Linked DNA regions of Mus musculus: regions 1 and 3 are each linked to region 2. The links are chromatin contacts, called in public HiChIP or PLAC-seq maps. All regions are on one chromosome and are shown on one strand. Each heading gives the region's core, a stretch centred on a gene start, on an enhancer-like site or on the middle of the called end of the contact. The rest is flanking DNA. Distances are from core to core; before and after follow the strand shown. Region 1 overlaps Golm2 (golgi membrane protein 2). Region 2 overlaps Frmd5 (FERM domain containing 5). Region 3 overlaps Frmd5 (FERM domain containing 5).

Region 1 (4,946 bases), core at 782-3,281, 130 kb after region 2:
GATTGGGCAAGAGGTGTGCTGTTGGTGACTGTTAACTGTCTGGCCACCCTTCAACACCACTCACTTGCAAAGAAACATGTACATTATCTTTCTTGTATACTTTTAAGTAACAATATCTTGCCTATTTTAAGTAAAAGGCCTGAAAGTAGGACCAGGGATATAGCTATAGTTTAGTGGTAGAACACTTCCCTGATTTGTGGCCCTGGATTTAATTCCCAGTGCCAGAAAAAAACAAGAAGATCACTGCAAAAGCTGGTAAGTAAGGAGAGAGAGAGGTGACACAGAACCCAGAGAATGAGAATCCCTTTGTGAGATAAGTGGTAAATAATACTTTTGAGGTTTTGTGCTATATCCTGTCTAGAAAATATTTTGAAGAAAAGCTAAGTAATTTTAGAACTTTCTAGAGCATTGCCTATTTAACAGTGAGTGTGGAAATGTGATGAACCTAAATTATTTACTAATTAATTTATAATTAATCAGTAGTAAGAACCAAAACCAGGGGCTGAGCAGAGGGCTCAGTGGTTAAGTGCACCTTGTTCTCTATTATAGGACCGGAGTTCAATTCCCAGCACTCATGTTGAGTTGCTGATGACTGCCTGTAACTCTAGCTCCAGTGATTTTCAGTTAGCTTTTCATATCTTACTACACCGCAGATTATTGCTTGGCCAGCTTGTCTGTGTGCCTTTTTGCCCTCTCCCTGCCCATACCATTTGTGTGTGTATCTCATTTATATTTATTTATTGGGAATGGGGAACATGCTCGTGTCACTATACTTATATAGAGGTCAGAAGACAACCTTTGGAGTCATTTCTCTCCTACCTTGTGGGTTCTAGGGATCAGACTTGGTGGCAAACACCTTCAACCTCTTATCTATCACAAGGAGCTGCCTTTCTATTCTTATTCTGATAGTTTAGGAGTAATCGGACCTTTTTTATAGAAGGCCAGAGAGCAAGTTCTTGAGGCCATATAATTTCTGTCACTATGGCCATAGCTATCACACAAGCATAAACACAGGCATTATAGCTCATTTCCCACAAAACTATTTAGAGACATTGGAAGTTGAGTTTTATGATATATTATTCCTTGGAAAATTTCCTCCAACCAATAAAGTGTAACCAGTAATCCTCAGCTTGTCATCCCTGTACAAACAGGCCTGGTTGAGAGAGATTTTTTTCTCACATATAAAATGATCTGATTTCATTTTGTATAATTTTGTCCTTTCTGGTCTGCCCATCATACTGTAGCCAAATTTACTTCAAAATTGCAAATTGGATATCATAATCTTGTTTGCAAGCCTTGTAAAGAATCCATGAAAATGCCTGTCATCTTTGGTAAGACCCTTGTGCTATAGACCTTGATTGGTTTTTTGTTGTTTTTTTTTTTTTTTTTTTTGGTGGGGGCGGTTTGAGACAGGGTTTCTCTGTGTAGCCCTGGCTGTCCTGGAACTCACTTTGTAGACCAGGCTGGCCTTGAACTCAGAAATCTGCCTGCCTCTGCCTCCCGAGTGCTAGGATTAAAGGCGTGCGCCACCACACCCGCTACCTTGATTGTTTTTAAAGAGATATATCTTACTATTTCCCCTTAATTCATTATTTTCCTGCTACTCACACTCCAGTGAAGTCTGCTTGGCAGGCCGAGAGGCCTGGAAGCACTCACGAGGCAGGGAGTTTCAAGGAAACTCAACCTCCTGGAACCAGGCATTCTCATAACCCTATCCCCGCATTAGTCTGGTGTATGGATCCAAGTGCTCTCTTTCAGTATTGTTTTATTATAAGTGCCTTTAAAGATTGAATTGTGACATAGCTAAGCCTTCGCCAGTGTTCCAACATCCTAGAAAATCCTTGAAGCCCACAAACTTGTAATTCAGTAAGAAGGTTATCTATTCAACATTCAAATTTACTTCTAGTACAGACTGTGAAACTAATTAGGCATTACAAAGAGCGGAGCCAGAATAGCTTAGGGCTGGTCTGCAGAGTGTTTACTTGGGACATAGGCAGTCTTACTCAGACAAGGGAATTTACAATGGCCTGGCATATAGGTGGGTTTACCATGAAAGAATTAGAGAATCCCCCTGAGACAGGTTTCTTCCCTAGGCCCAAAGAAACAGCATAATCAGGCATTTACTAAGGACCCCTGGTGGTGGGCTTAACAATAGACTAGCTTTACACCTGGCTCCCTTCTTAGTGTCAGTGGCCTCGTCCCCACCTTCTTTTGATGTATACATTCCTTTTCTATTGTGTCACTGTAACTCTCGGATGTATCTCGCCTGGTTTCTTGTTGCTCTTCTGTATAAAAAGTTGATGCTCGACTTGAAAAATTACATTCAGATTCTACACAATCTCTCCTGTCGCTTCTGTTTGTCATTTGCCAACTCCTTGCCCACCTGCAACTAGAAACCCGTTCTACGCAGACAGGGACCAAAAAGGCTCTGCGGCATTTTCCAGCTCCTTGGGACTTTTGGCAGATGCTAGAATGTTGAGTGAATTTTCTTTCTTTCTTTCTTTCTTTTTTTTTTTTTACTTCCAAGATTTGGTGCATCGTTAAATGTCTTCTTTCCTCTTTATCTACCCTCCTTCCACATGGGTGAGAGTCACTCTTCTGTAGGAGTTAGTCAGACATTACTGTCGTCTCCAGAAGCCTCCTGTTCTCTCCTGAGGCTGGATTTCTAGGCTGTTTCTACTGTGTTTGCCTGTATAAAACTCTTATCATTTGTCTTGCCATTCTATAATTGCCTGTTTTCTTCAGTGTCTCTTTTGACTAATGAGGTCCTCAAGCACACAGTGTTTGTTTATTGTTCTGTCTGTATTTGTCTGTGTGCTGTCCAGAGCACACTCAGCATTCGTATGGTCCTTTTCTTTGTGCATTGAAAATGGTGTAAAAAATGTAGATGTAATTGATATAAAATTAACTCTTCTAAAGTATATAATTCATTGGGTTTTTTTAAAAGTAAATTTATCCCAACACTTGGGAGGCAGAGGCAGGCAGATTTCTGAGTTCAAGGCCAGCCTGGTCTACAGAGTGAGTTCCAGGATAGCCAGGGCTACACAGAGAAATCGTGTCTCAAAAAAACAAAAACAAAAAACCAAACAAACAAAAAAGTAAATTTATAGTGTCATAGAGCTGTTGTTACTGTCTAATTCTAAAACATTTTCATTGCTCAAAAAGAAATCCTGTACACATTAAGAAGTCCCTCTTATGGCTAGGGACTGTTAAGATGTAGAACATGAACTTGTGAAAGACACTGGGTTTATCCTTAGAGACTTCAGTAACCTCTGCTCCCCAGATGGTAGCCGTTGTCTTTCTGTGCATTTCATGTGGGTGGGATCAGAATTGTTTGGCCTTTTTGTGAGTGTCTTCTCGAACTTGCCTGTGTAGTGTTCTCGAAGAGTACCTGTGTTATGCTATGTACCAGTAGTGTTTCATCCCTTTTCATAACTATGCATTGGCCTTATTTAAACTTCCTTCTTCAAAGCCCCCAAGACTTCAGTGAGACTGCTAGATTCCTGCTCTTGGAACAGTCCTGCTTTCATCTGCTCTTTGTTTCTGGATGGACTTTCACCTTACTAACTAAGCCATCAGGACTCAGGTAAAGGGTAGACCCTGCTTGATTCCTTGCCTTTCCTGCCCAAGCTCCTTTTCCTATTCGTCTTTCTTGTGAATCACCAGATAGTACTTTGGACTGTTCTTACATACCTCAGGCCTTCTGGACTCTATACATTTTCTTGGTTATTCTCTCTTTCTGAAAGGCTCTTTTCTACTTACTTCAAGTTTAAATTCTCAACCTTAAATTCCTGTTTCAGACAGAATCCTTCCTGTAACATCTTTGAATTATCATAGGAATTATACTTTTTAGGTACTACCCTATCTATCCTTGACACTGTTCTTATGTTTTCTCTGTTGTTTCATATTCTTGCCAATATGTTGGCACTAGATGGTAGGAGAAAGGAAATGAGTCTTGACTATAAAGGTAGTGTAAGATCTGGTAGGATGGCTGTAAGCCTGATGGGCCTGCGTTTCACCTCCTGGATTCATGTGGTTGAAGAAAAAGTTCTTTTCCTGGAATTGTCCTCTGACCTCTGTGTACTTTATGTGAACACATACACACATGCACACACACACACACACACGCACAAATATTATAAAACAAAATAAAATGTAGTATAAGAGAAGTCTTTGTGGTGATGGAATACCTTCTGTGTCTTGACTATTATTGTGGTTTCACAGCCCAAGACACATGATGAAATGACATAAAATTATTCATAGTTGTTATGTTATTGCCCTAATTTTGAAGTTGAACTAATAGTTATACACACTGGGAGAAATTATGTGAGAGTTAAATGAGATATCTGTGCAATAGTCTGTACTTTTTAAAAATATTATTTAGAAATTGTATTGGTATTTATCATTTGCCTCTTATATGATTGCTTTGGATCATTGTGAATCTGGCCTACTTTGGGGTAAGGATACCCATTTGTAGTGGCAAAATTGTCTACAGCAAGAACATCTTTGTGAAAAAAATAAGAGTATAAAGGGGGAAAATGAAAAAAATTTAAAACATAACAAATATTATATTGTTCAAGTACATGTTTTTACTTTTACTTTCAGTGGTAAGCCTTAGCTTCAGTCAGGTTTTGTACATCTATGCTCTTAGCATTCTTGTGTACTGACTTTTAAAGGACAGTGACCTTGGCTTTGAATCTTGAGCACATGCCTGAACACAGATACTGTGTTGCCATGGAAAAGCCTGATAAGCAGGAATCACTTTTGATTTGATAGTAAATGTTTCAAAGAGTTAATCTTATTCTAATATTGAGTTAGTGAGAGATCTTCTGTAAGATCTGGGGTAGGGAAGTAATAAATGATGTACAATTCAAACTCTAAAACATGGAAAATTAACATTACATACAGAATCAGAATTTACCTCTTAATTATTTTTGATGTATAGA
Region 2 (4,744 bases), core at 2,096-4,595:
GGGTGCAGGTCTCAATAGCAGATCTTAACTGCTGCTCTAATTCCTTAACATTTGGTTGTATCAAAGAGGTGGCAATGGAGGAGAGATGTTGCTGTGCTTCTGGGATGAAATTCACCAATAAAAGGAAAATAGTAGGAGCATTATCAATAAGCAAAACTGGACGTTACTCTCAGATCAGGAGTTCGCAATTCTGTTGGCACAGCAATTCAAGAGGGTGTCTTGGAAAAGGGTCTAGATCTTGAGAAGCTTCTTTTCCAGGGCATGAGTCAAGGCCTGATCCTTGATACGCCAACTCATGAAGGACTTTATTCCTAGCAACATCACCCCTAAGCAACATTGATGTCGTGTCCAAAAGCCTTGAGACCTGACATTGACTTGGCTTCCTCACAGATTCACATCCTTTCAAGTGGCCATGTTTAGAGTTTCCATCCAGACTGAAGGCATGCTCTGGCCAGGACCCTCCGTCCACCCTCAGCATATGTAATGCAGCCCCCATACACTCCCAGCTCACTTTCACATTAGGTAAGAAACAATGACTCTCACCCAGAGCTGGCCACACAGGCGACAGACAGCGTAGTTAGGTCCAGCCTTTTCTTGCCACATCACAGCCTGTACATGAATGCAGGTACTATACTTTTCCACACCTGGCAGCCAGATCTGTTTAAAGCAGCATTGCCACAAATAAAAGGAGTATTTCTACTCTGACATTATAGCAGCATATTGCTAGGGAATAAGAATTTTTCAGTGCTGGGCAGTGGTGGCGCACGCCTTTAGTCCAGGCAGAGGCTGGAGTTTGAGGCCAGCCTGGTTTACAGAGTAAGTTCCAGGGCAGCCAGGGCTATACAGAGAAACCCTGACTCGAAAAACCAAAAACAAACAAATAAACAAAACAAAACAAAAAAAGGATTTTTCAGCTCCATGATAAACTTATGAGATCACCATCACCAACCAAAAAGTTCCTAGGCAGTTCAAATATATATGCACATAAGCATGTATAGTTAGATATAAAGCCTGTTAATAAACAAATATATTTAAAGTAAAATAAGACATGTATAAAAATTTACTACATACTAACTCTCAGGGGTAGTATCAATAATCTCTAAGACAAACACACCAGTCATTCTTTATGTACATGGTAAATAATTAAAAATCAGTAATAAGGTCAGGTAATGGTGGGACACGTCTTTAATCCCAGCACTCAGGAGTCAGAGGCAGTTAGATCTCTGTGAGTTTGAGGGCAGCCTGGTCTACACAGTAAGTTCAAGAAACCCTATCTCAAAAACCAAAACAAGACAAAAATCAATGATAAAAAGTACTTAAAATATCCTTGTGTTTGGAAAATAGTGATCTAAAATTAAGTGAGAATAAAAATACGTAGTGCTAAAACTGAGCAACAATAAAAGTAGCATATATCCAACACTGTAAATATGCAGCTAAAGGGACCAAGGGGAACAGTGAAAACATAATAAAGATGTCTGCTGTTGAAAACACAAGGCATGAGAACTAAAATGGAACATCAAAGCTGTTATTATTTTTATATTGTCACTAATCTTATTTTTAAAATCCAAGAGAGAGATGGGCATTGTGGTACACACCTATAACCGGATAACCGGAGCACTCAGGAGGCAGAGGAAAGGATTCAAGCCAGCTTGGACAACACATATTTTAATTTTTTTTCTTTTCTTTTTTTTTTTTTTTTTTTTTGTTTTTTTTTTGTTTTTCGAGACAGGGTTTCTCTGTATAGCCCTGGCTGTCCTGGAACTCACTCTGTAGACCAGGCTGGCCTCAAACTCAGAAATCTGCCTGACTCTGCCTCCCAAGTGCTGGGATTAAAGGCGTGAGTCACCACTGCCCAGCTTAAATAAAATTTTACAGTTGACTGAGGTTGTAGCTCAGTGGTCTTGGTTTCAATTGCTGCTACCACAAAACAAATAAACCTATCTACCCTAAACTCAAAATCCTCTCATCTTAGCCTCCCAGGTGGTATAAGTATATGCCATTGTGTCCAACTAATAGAAAAATGAAGTGGCTTTTATAAAGAAACTAATTATAACAGCTATAAGCATTACAGGGTAACTGAGGACAAAACAGCATTCAACGACTATGTGCCAGAGCTACCAGACAAAAATATAGTATCTTATTGATCACAAATAGAAATACTTGATAGAATAAATTCAGTTCTCTTCAAATCATCATTATAAACTCAACAATAAAAACCTGACAGTGAATATGGAACTTGAAAATATCATTCTAAAACTCACACAGTTTTAAAGAATAAAATACAATAATTTAAATGGTATGGTTCTAGCTTAAGGGACAGCACAGACCAATGGAACAGAAAAGCAGACTGTCTGGTGCTTATGCAGAAATCTGACGTTGTAGAGTAGCGTGGCAAGTTAGGGAAGAATAACTTGTCCAAAACAAAGGACCCAGGATAACTGGCTACACACAAGGCACATGGGATCTCTCCCCCATAACAAAATAAAAGCAGTAGAAGAAAGAAAAACTTTCCAAGAGAATTAAAACACTGTAGCCGCTTTGACATATTTTCTTGATACGATTTCTTGATTCTCAACAGTTCTCCTTGTTCCTCCTCAAGGGCATCCTGTACCCAGCACTGAATTCACCTTGTCATTTTGAAGCTGCAGGATGGAGTAGGAACATCACTTTCTACCTTGTTATTAGGCTTCTGGTAACACCGTCTGCCTGATGACCACTGCACTTGCAGGCGGGCTGCTACAGAGCTTTATTGGTGTCAGGGAGATGGCTGATACAGAGGTGATTCCCTGAATCCCAGCACTCCCATGGGGTGATGGGAAGTGAGGACAGGAGAATCAGCCAGAAGCTGAGGACCAGCTACCCAGAAGTACTCAGTGTGGCAGCAGAATCAAGAAAGACCCAACAAGGTGGAAGGTAGAGCTGACTCCCAAACGACAGGCATGCCGTGGCACACACCCACCCATTCTCATTGCACATGAAGTAAATAAATAAATAAAATATATTTTCAAAAGTGCTAAGTCATACCCACTGCACACCGGTTAAGCCTCTCACATCTTAGTCTTTTGCAGAGAGCTTTGTATCTCCTCCATGTGTAAGGAAGGCCTTTAGTCTTCCAGTTACTGGTTGTTCTATAGTTAGGCCCATTGTCCTTGTCTGCGGTGACCTTTCCCATGATCACGTTGTCATCAATACACTAGGTTAGTCACCAAATCAATATGCTTTCTATCAAAGGATTGTCTGAAGAATTGATTTAAAATGATCAGAACACCCTAAGGCCTAACAGAAAGCTTCCTCCTCCATGGACTCCTTGGTTCCAATTGACTTAATTACCTCAGCGTTTTGTCTATGGCTTTCCTTCAGGCCTCCGAAGCGTCCATGGAATGTGCTTGCTCTGCCTCTTCTGGGCTTACTGTTGCTAATTACTTCATTTGCATAATCTGCTAGATGGCTACTAAGCCTAAGAAGTAAAACATAATTTGGTTCTAGTGAACTCATAGACACCTAAAAGAACTCAAACTTCTCACCTTAAATCCTCACAAACCACTTAGTAATAATTTTATGTACACATATGAAAAATTAGCACATTTTGCAAAGAGACAAAATTATAAAGACTATACTTTTATAACTTAATTACTACAGCCTCTACGGGGGAACATATAATTATAAAAATGTCTCTTCACAATGAAATTTTCTTCAAAATCCATCACTTCTAAAAATAACTTGTAAATCTAAAAGATGGCCTCCTTAGGGGCAAAGGACAAAATTTGATAGGAAAATAGATATAAGACTAAAACTAAGTCATGCAAATTACTTCAATAAGCCAGGGTTGGTAGCACACACCTTTAATCTCAGCACTCAGGAGGCAGAGGCAGGTGGATCTCTATGAGTTTGAGGTTAGCCTGGTCTACATAGGGAGTTCCAAGCCAGCCAGGACTACACAGTACTCTGTCCTCACCCTGTGCCAAAAAAGGAAGAAAACTAAAGTTGCATTGATAGAGTCCTATGATATCAGCTCAGGGAGTTAAAGCAGGGAGACCCCAAGTTCAAGACCAGCCTGAGCAACAGTGAGGCTTCTCAATAAAAGTATAAGAGCTAGGAATGTGGTTCAGGGCTGGGGAGATGGCTCAGTGGTTAAGAGTACTGACTGTTCTTCCAGAGGTCCTGAGTTCAAGTCCCAGCAACCACATGGTGGCTCACAACCATCTGTAATTAGATCCGGTGCCCTTTTCTGGTGTGTCTGAAGACAGCTATAGTGTACTCACACGCATTAAATAAATAAATACTTTTTTTAAAAAAGAAAAAAGGAATGTGGTTCAGTGATACAACACATCCCTAGGTTTAATTTCCAGGGATGAATTTTTTTTTTTAATTCAAGTTAAGAAAAGGTACCCTAAGATGGTTCATAACAGGAGGTAAACAATGTGTTCTAAGTGCTGATGGAGTTCTAACACTCAGCTCCAAAGATGATGAGGTATCTGCCTGGCCACAAAGGATCTTCCACACATTACACCCAAATCCTGACACCAGAGGATAGAAAATCGTACGCCACCTACACGAAGCGGGCTTATTTGCTCTTCTTGTTGGATTTGCCAATAATGCCTATGATACTTAACTTCTTTAAACAAAACTATAACATTTATTTGGGGAGAGGGTGACACATACAGGACACTTGGAGGTCATGGAGGACAACCTGCAGGAGTAAGTTATTATGAGTTAGTTCCTTTCCACATGGGCCCTTAGGGAC
Region 3 (4,398 bases), core at 313-2,812, 220 kb before region 2:
TGTGTGTGTACACGTATGCTGCTGTGAGGGACGACACTAAGTGCTCTTAGACCTTGTTTCCAGGAGCAGGGGTTGACCCTAAGGGTGGCATTCCTATAGTAAGTGCTGGTCTCTGCCATGGTCAAATTCTGTCACCTGTAGGCATTGCTTAGAGGTCCTGCTTAGTGCTTCCTGGTCCCTTCCAAGGCCGCTGCTCCTTCTCGATGCCTTCCTCAGATCTGTCTCTCTCTTGCATCTTTTGATTCATAAAGTGAAAACAAAATAGGAATAGATAGGAAAATAACATTTTGCTGTTAAAATAGAGCTTGAAATAGTCTTTTTTGGGGGGAGGGGCATACTGTAACAAGACAAGCACAGCTCCCTGCGGCTCTGCAGGCTCTCGTGTGACTCAGCACAGGTCTCTGGTAACTGTGCTGTGGGACATCTCTGACCGCACACTCTGGCACCACTTTGACACCCCAGAAGCACTAAAAGTCTTGAGGTTCTTCAGAAAGAAAAGCAAAACATTAAATACAACTCAGGTGTTCACTAGGCTCTAGTCTAAGGGGACAGACTTACCCCACCCCTTCCACTGCTGCTGCTGTAGCTGTGGTCCCTTCAGATGCACTCTCTGCTCAGATTTGAAAAAACAAAAACAAACAAAAGGGAAAGAAAATCCAACTCAGACTATCGTAAGAAGCAACTTTCTATTTAATCATTCTACGCCGTTTACTTTGTGAAACCTTCCTGTCTGGCGAGGAAGCCATTCCTGCCTGCCCACAGCCCCGGCCTGCCCTGCTGGGTCTCCCGGAACCCACTGGCACCAGTGAGAAAATTGCAGGGTACAGAGGACAACAGTCTGAGTCTTCAGCTAGTGTCCCATCTACTGGGTGACACTACTGCAATCATCAGTCTAGTAAAATAAGTGACTTTTATTTGGATACTTTCAAAATAATACACATCTATGAAAAACTAAAAGTTCAAACCCCCAAATTATTCTGCATATTGAAGGATGAGAAACATTTGAGTTGCTGAGCCTTTCTCGGAAGAGCCTCTGAAGAAACTGAATGTTCCCGGTTTACAGAGCATTAGCCTATATCCCTTTCTTCTGCTGGGAAAGAACCCTGCTAGGCTCAGTGGACTTTGAGTCATGAGAGGACTTGGTGTGTGTGCCGATGGTTCCGCGATGGGTCCCATTGCTGGGAATGGGTAGCCGGGTTCCTTGGTCCACCCGGCTAGTTATTGGGAGGAGTCATGCCTTCTCAGGTGTCAATGAGCAGGCTCACCACTGAGCGGATTTTGCAGGCAAACCATCGCCTGAGGGGACAAAAGTATTGATAGTGGAATTGTTCAAACTCGGGGGTCTGGCGGATATCTCGGAAAAAAGCAACGTCAAGGTCAGACTCAGTAAGGATGATCAGGAGGAGGAGCAAAACAAAGAGGAGTCCCATGGTCACAAGGAGCAAACGGAGAACACTTAAAACAAACTTATTCACCTGTTCTTGCTCTGACCCGCCGTGCCCCTGACACAGGGCCCTCAGCTCTCCTCCCAGGGCCTCCGCCTCTGTCGCAGTCGGGGTGCTGGCCTCCGACTCCTTCTCCTCCTCAATGCTGCACGTGGCCCCGTTGATCTGCCGGGAGAGCAGCATCAGCTCCAGGCTGTGCTCGGCTACAGGGGTGGGCAGCACACTGTCTGCGGGGCTGTAGGCCTCATCCGCTATCACAGCGACACGTTCATTGCTGTCTGCCCGGCTGCTTCTCACGTGAGGCAGGAAGGTGTCCCCATGGGAAGAGGACCGCACTGGGGTGGAATGGGCACTGTCTCGTAGCGACTCAAGGCCTGGAAAGGCGAAAAGCACAGGAATTAGCTTTCCGGGTCACAACATTCTTTCCTATCCAGTGGCGTCAGCTCAGGTCCTTAGGTGGCTGCTTATGCTCCACGGTACAGCAGCAGTAGCTGTGGACTCCATATGCAGACATCAAGAACAGGGCAAAAGAAGTACCCAGTGGACATTTTAAAAAAATGTTTAAAGTTTTCATTTGTGTCTTTCAACAACTCCATAAAGTGGAGGGGGTGAATAGTTAGAAGTCATGTGGCTCAAGGCAGAACTGCGGATGGAATCCAAGCCTGTGACTCACAGTGGGGGTCTATGGGATGCAGGGCACATAAGTAAGTCTGCAGCCTGCACCTGCCTTGGGACTCAGGCACCCAAGGAACTTGGGATTAAGAGCCGTTGCCCCAGAACTCTGGATGCTTTGGCTTCTCTGTATTTCCTGATGCGGCCGCTGGCACGCATGACAGAAATACTTTCTGCGTCACTGATGAAACAGAACTCTTTAAGCCCTGTCTGTGGCCTGATCCTGGCACATGACACCCTCTAAAAGGCCTGTCCCCTCACATGGACATCTATGACAGCCAGATCTCCCAAGTATGACCAGCTTTGGTGCCAGCAGCCACTTCAGTACAAAATATCTTGGCTTGTGATTAATCCCTAAGCTGGCTGAGGAAGGAGAGTGAGGCTGACATCAGGACATCGAGTCAGAAGCTATGGCACCTACTAAGCTGTCCGTGAGCTCAGCAGACAGGAGGATGGGCAGACAGGCATTTCTAGTAGAATGCCTGACCACCACAGTTGTTCACCAAGCATGTTAATGTTCTGTCCTCTCAACAGAAGACTGCTTTAAGGTCATTCAATATCAGGCCAGTCCTGAACAAGAAAATGTAGCCAGCACCCCTCCCCATTTCTCCACCCTCTCCCTTTTCCCTCCCTCCCTCCATCTCAAAACCTTTTTATGGATCCATTTTTATCTCTTGTTGTATATGAAATGTATCTCATTCAAAATGTTATGTATCCTTAAATTATCCAGAAATATCACCATAAACCTTTAGTATTGATTATGGAGTAACATCCCACTTTAAACGGTTTGTCTTGTATTTTAAATCAAATACATGGCTTTTGGGGTTTTTTTTGTAAGTTATCATTTAGAAGATTAGGTTCCATTATGGCAATTCTGAACAATCTCTTGCTGCCCCTCCCCCACCCTGCTCCCCTGAACTGCCCCACCCCAGTACCCCTTTTTGTTGCCCTTCCCCCACCCTGCTCCCCTGCTCCCTGAACTGTCCCACCCCAGCACCCTTTTGTGCAATTTCATAGCACACTGTATTCTCTTTTCTCAAAATGGCTCATTTGTTTTTCAAAGGCGCCATCTCTTGAGTCCTGCTTTGGCTTTAACTCACTGAGTAGTCAAAGATGACACTGAACTCCAATCCCCCTGCCATCACCAAACGCTGGGAATACAGATGTATGCAACCAAGCTTTATCAAACTCAGAGCCTCGTGCATGTTACCCAAGCATTCTCCCAACTGAGCGACATTCCTAACCCCTCATCACCCCATGGTCTCCTTTCTGGTTTTAGGACCACTCTCACATATGTCAAGATTAAAAGGTAGTATCTGCATGGGAGAAAACACGTAGTATTTGTCTTGAGTCTGAGTTACCTCCCTTAATGGTGTCCAGATATGTCCATTTTCTACAAGTTTTCATATTTCAGAAGATTCATCTGCTATAGGAACCACCATTCACCCTGCCCCTCCTCAGACCCATTAGTCTCCGGGCGCTGGGGCAAAGTGGCACAGGTGTATTTACCTTTGAGGTGATCTAGCTGATGCCTCTGTCCAGAAGTGGCTCCCAGTGGGCCAGGGGGGACAGTTGTTAGGACCCTACACTGAAGCCGGGGTCCCATCCTCAGGATGCGGACGCTTAGGGTCCGAAGGCAGTGGTTAGTCAGCCGGAGCTGGACACGGACTCTGGTCTGAATCTTAATTAGACTCTTTCCCATGGCAGGCCAGGACGGCAGTTCCTTCTTCAAGGGACACCAGCCAGGCCCAGGAGGTACGGAGAGGAAATAGCCAGCTAGGTACAAAGAATCTCCACCCCCCAGGCCGTGGCAGCAGTGCCCTCCACCTGGACAGAGTGCTGACTCTCCAGAGCCTTATGTCAGGCTGAGCTGGAAGGAGGGAGAAGCGTGGAGAGCAGAGGCTATCCTTATCAGGGGACTGGAATAGGCCAGAAGTGCTTACATCCATAAAAAGCAATGCTTGCCAGCCTGCAGCTCATTCCCCGAGGCCCCGCGTGGCCCCGGCTCTCAGAGGGAAGGGGAAAGGCCGTGGACCAACTACAACTGTCCCAGAAAATAGGCTCTGAAGCCACAGGCAGGCTTTATCTAGGCCATGTGCACTGAAGTCACACAGGAACTGAGGAAGAAGTGGCTCCAGGGCTGGGAGTGAGCTGTGTCTGTCCATGTCCGACTGTCCTACAACCCACTTGGCTGAGCTCCACATTCTGTCCAGACACAGTGGGTAAAGGAAACTGACATTCCCCAGTGTCCTCTGGGCCTCCAAGACTGTTTTAAAAGTGT

Evidence for each region. HiChIP or PLAC-seq counts read pairs in DNA pulled down with a chosen protein or histone mark.
Region 1: a contact with region 2 is called in an H3K27ac HiChIP or PLAC-seq map of embryonic stem cells, with 6 read pairs. The contact joins two enhancer-like sites. A contact is called at or near these places in 1 of 115 datasets of contacts at active chromatin or transcription factors (embryonic stem cells) and 2 of 9 other capture datasets (adipose tissue and liver).
Region 3: a contact with region 2 is called in an H3K27ac HiChIP or PLAC-seq map of embryonic stem cells, with 2.7 times the contacts expected there. The contact joins two enhancer-like sites. A contact is called at or near these places in 1 of 15 datasets of contacts at CTCF or cohesin (the NIH/3T3 cell line), 5 of 115 datasets of contacts at active chromatin or transcription factors (embryonic stem cells and epiblast stem cells) and 2 of 9 other capture datasets (adipose tissue and pancreatic islet).

Annotation. Positions count from the first base shown.
Region 1 is chr2:121,893,425-121,898,370 of GRCm38.p6, forward strand. All of the region lies in intron 1 of Golm2 (golgi membrane protein 2), which reads left to right. Among named protein-coding and RNA genes, the nearest start is that of Golm2, 29 kb to the left of the region's middle. Within about 2 kb of position 2,032, at least 10 of the 459 cell types and tissues checked have an H3K27ac peak or open chromatin away from gene starts, as enhancers often do. A contact at or near this core is called in embryonic stem cells, where this site is marked.
Region 2 is chr2:121,761,701-121,766,444 of GRCm38.p6, forward strand. The region is part of intron 1 of Frmd5 (FERM domain containing 5); the gene reads right to left. Among named protein-coding and RNA genes, the nearest start is that of Frmd5, 43 kb to the right of the region's middle. Within about 2 kb of position 3,346, at least 10 of the 459 cell types and tissues checked have an H3K27ac peak or open chromatin away from gene starts, as enhancers often do. A contact at or near this core is called in embryonic stem cells, where this site is marked.
Region 3 is chr2:121,547,414-121,551,811 of GRCm38.p6, forward strand. It overlaps Frmd5 (FERM domain containing 5), which reads right to left. Exons shown (of 14, transcript NM_001360084.1): 14 at 1-1,819. The coding sequence ends at 1,242. Among named protein-coding and RNA genes, the nearest start is that of Wdr76, 43 kb to the left of the region's middle. Within about 2 kb of position 1,563, at least 13 of the 459 cell types and tissues checked have an H3K27ac peak or open chromatin away from gene starts, as enhancers often do. A contact at or near this core is called in embryonic stem cells, where this site is marked.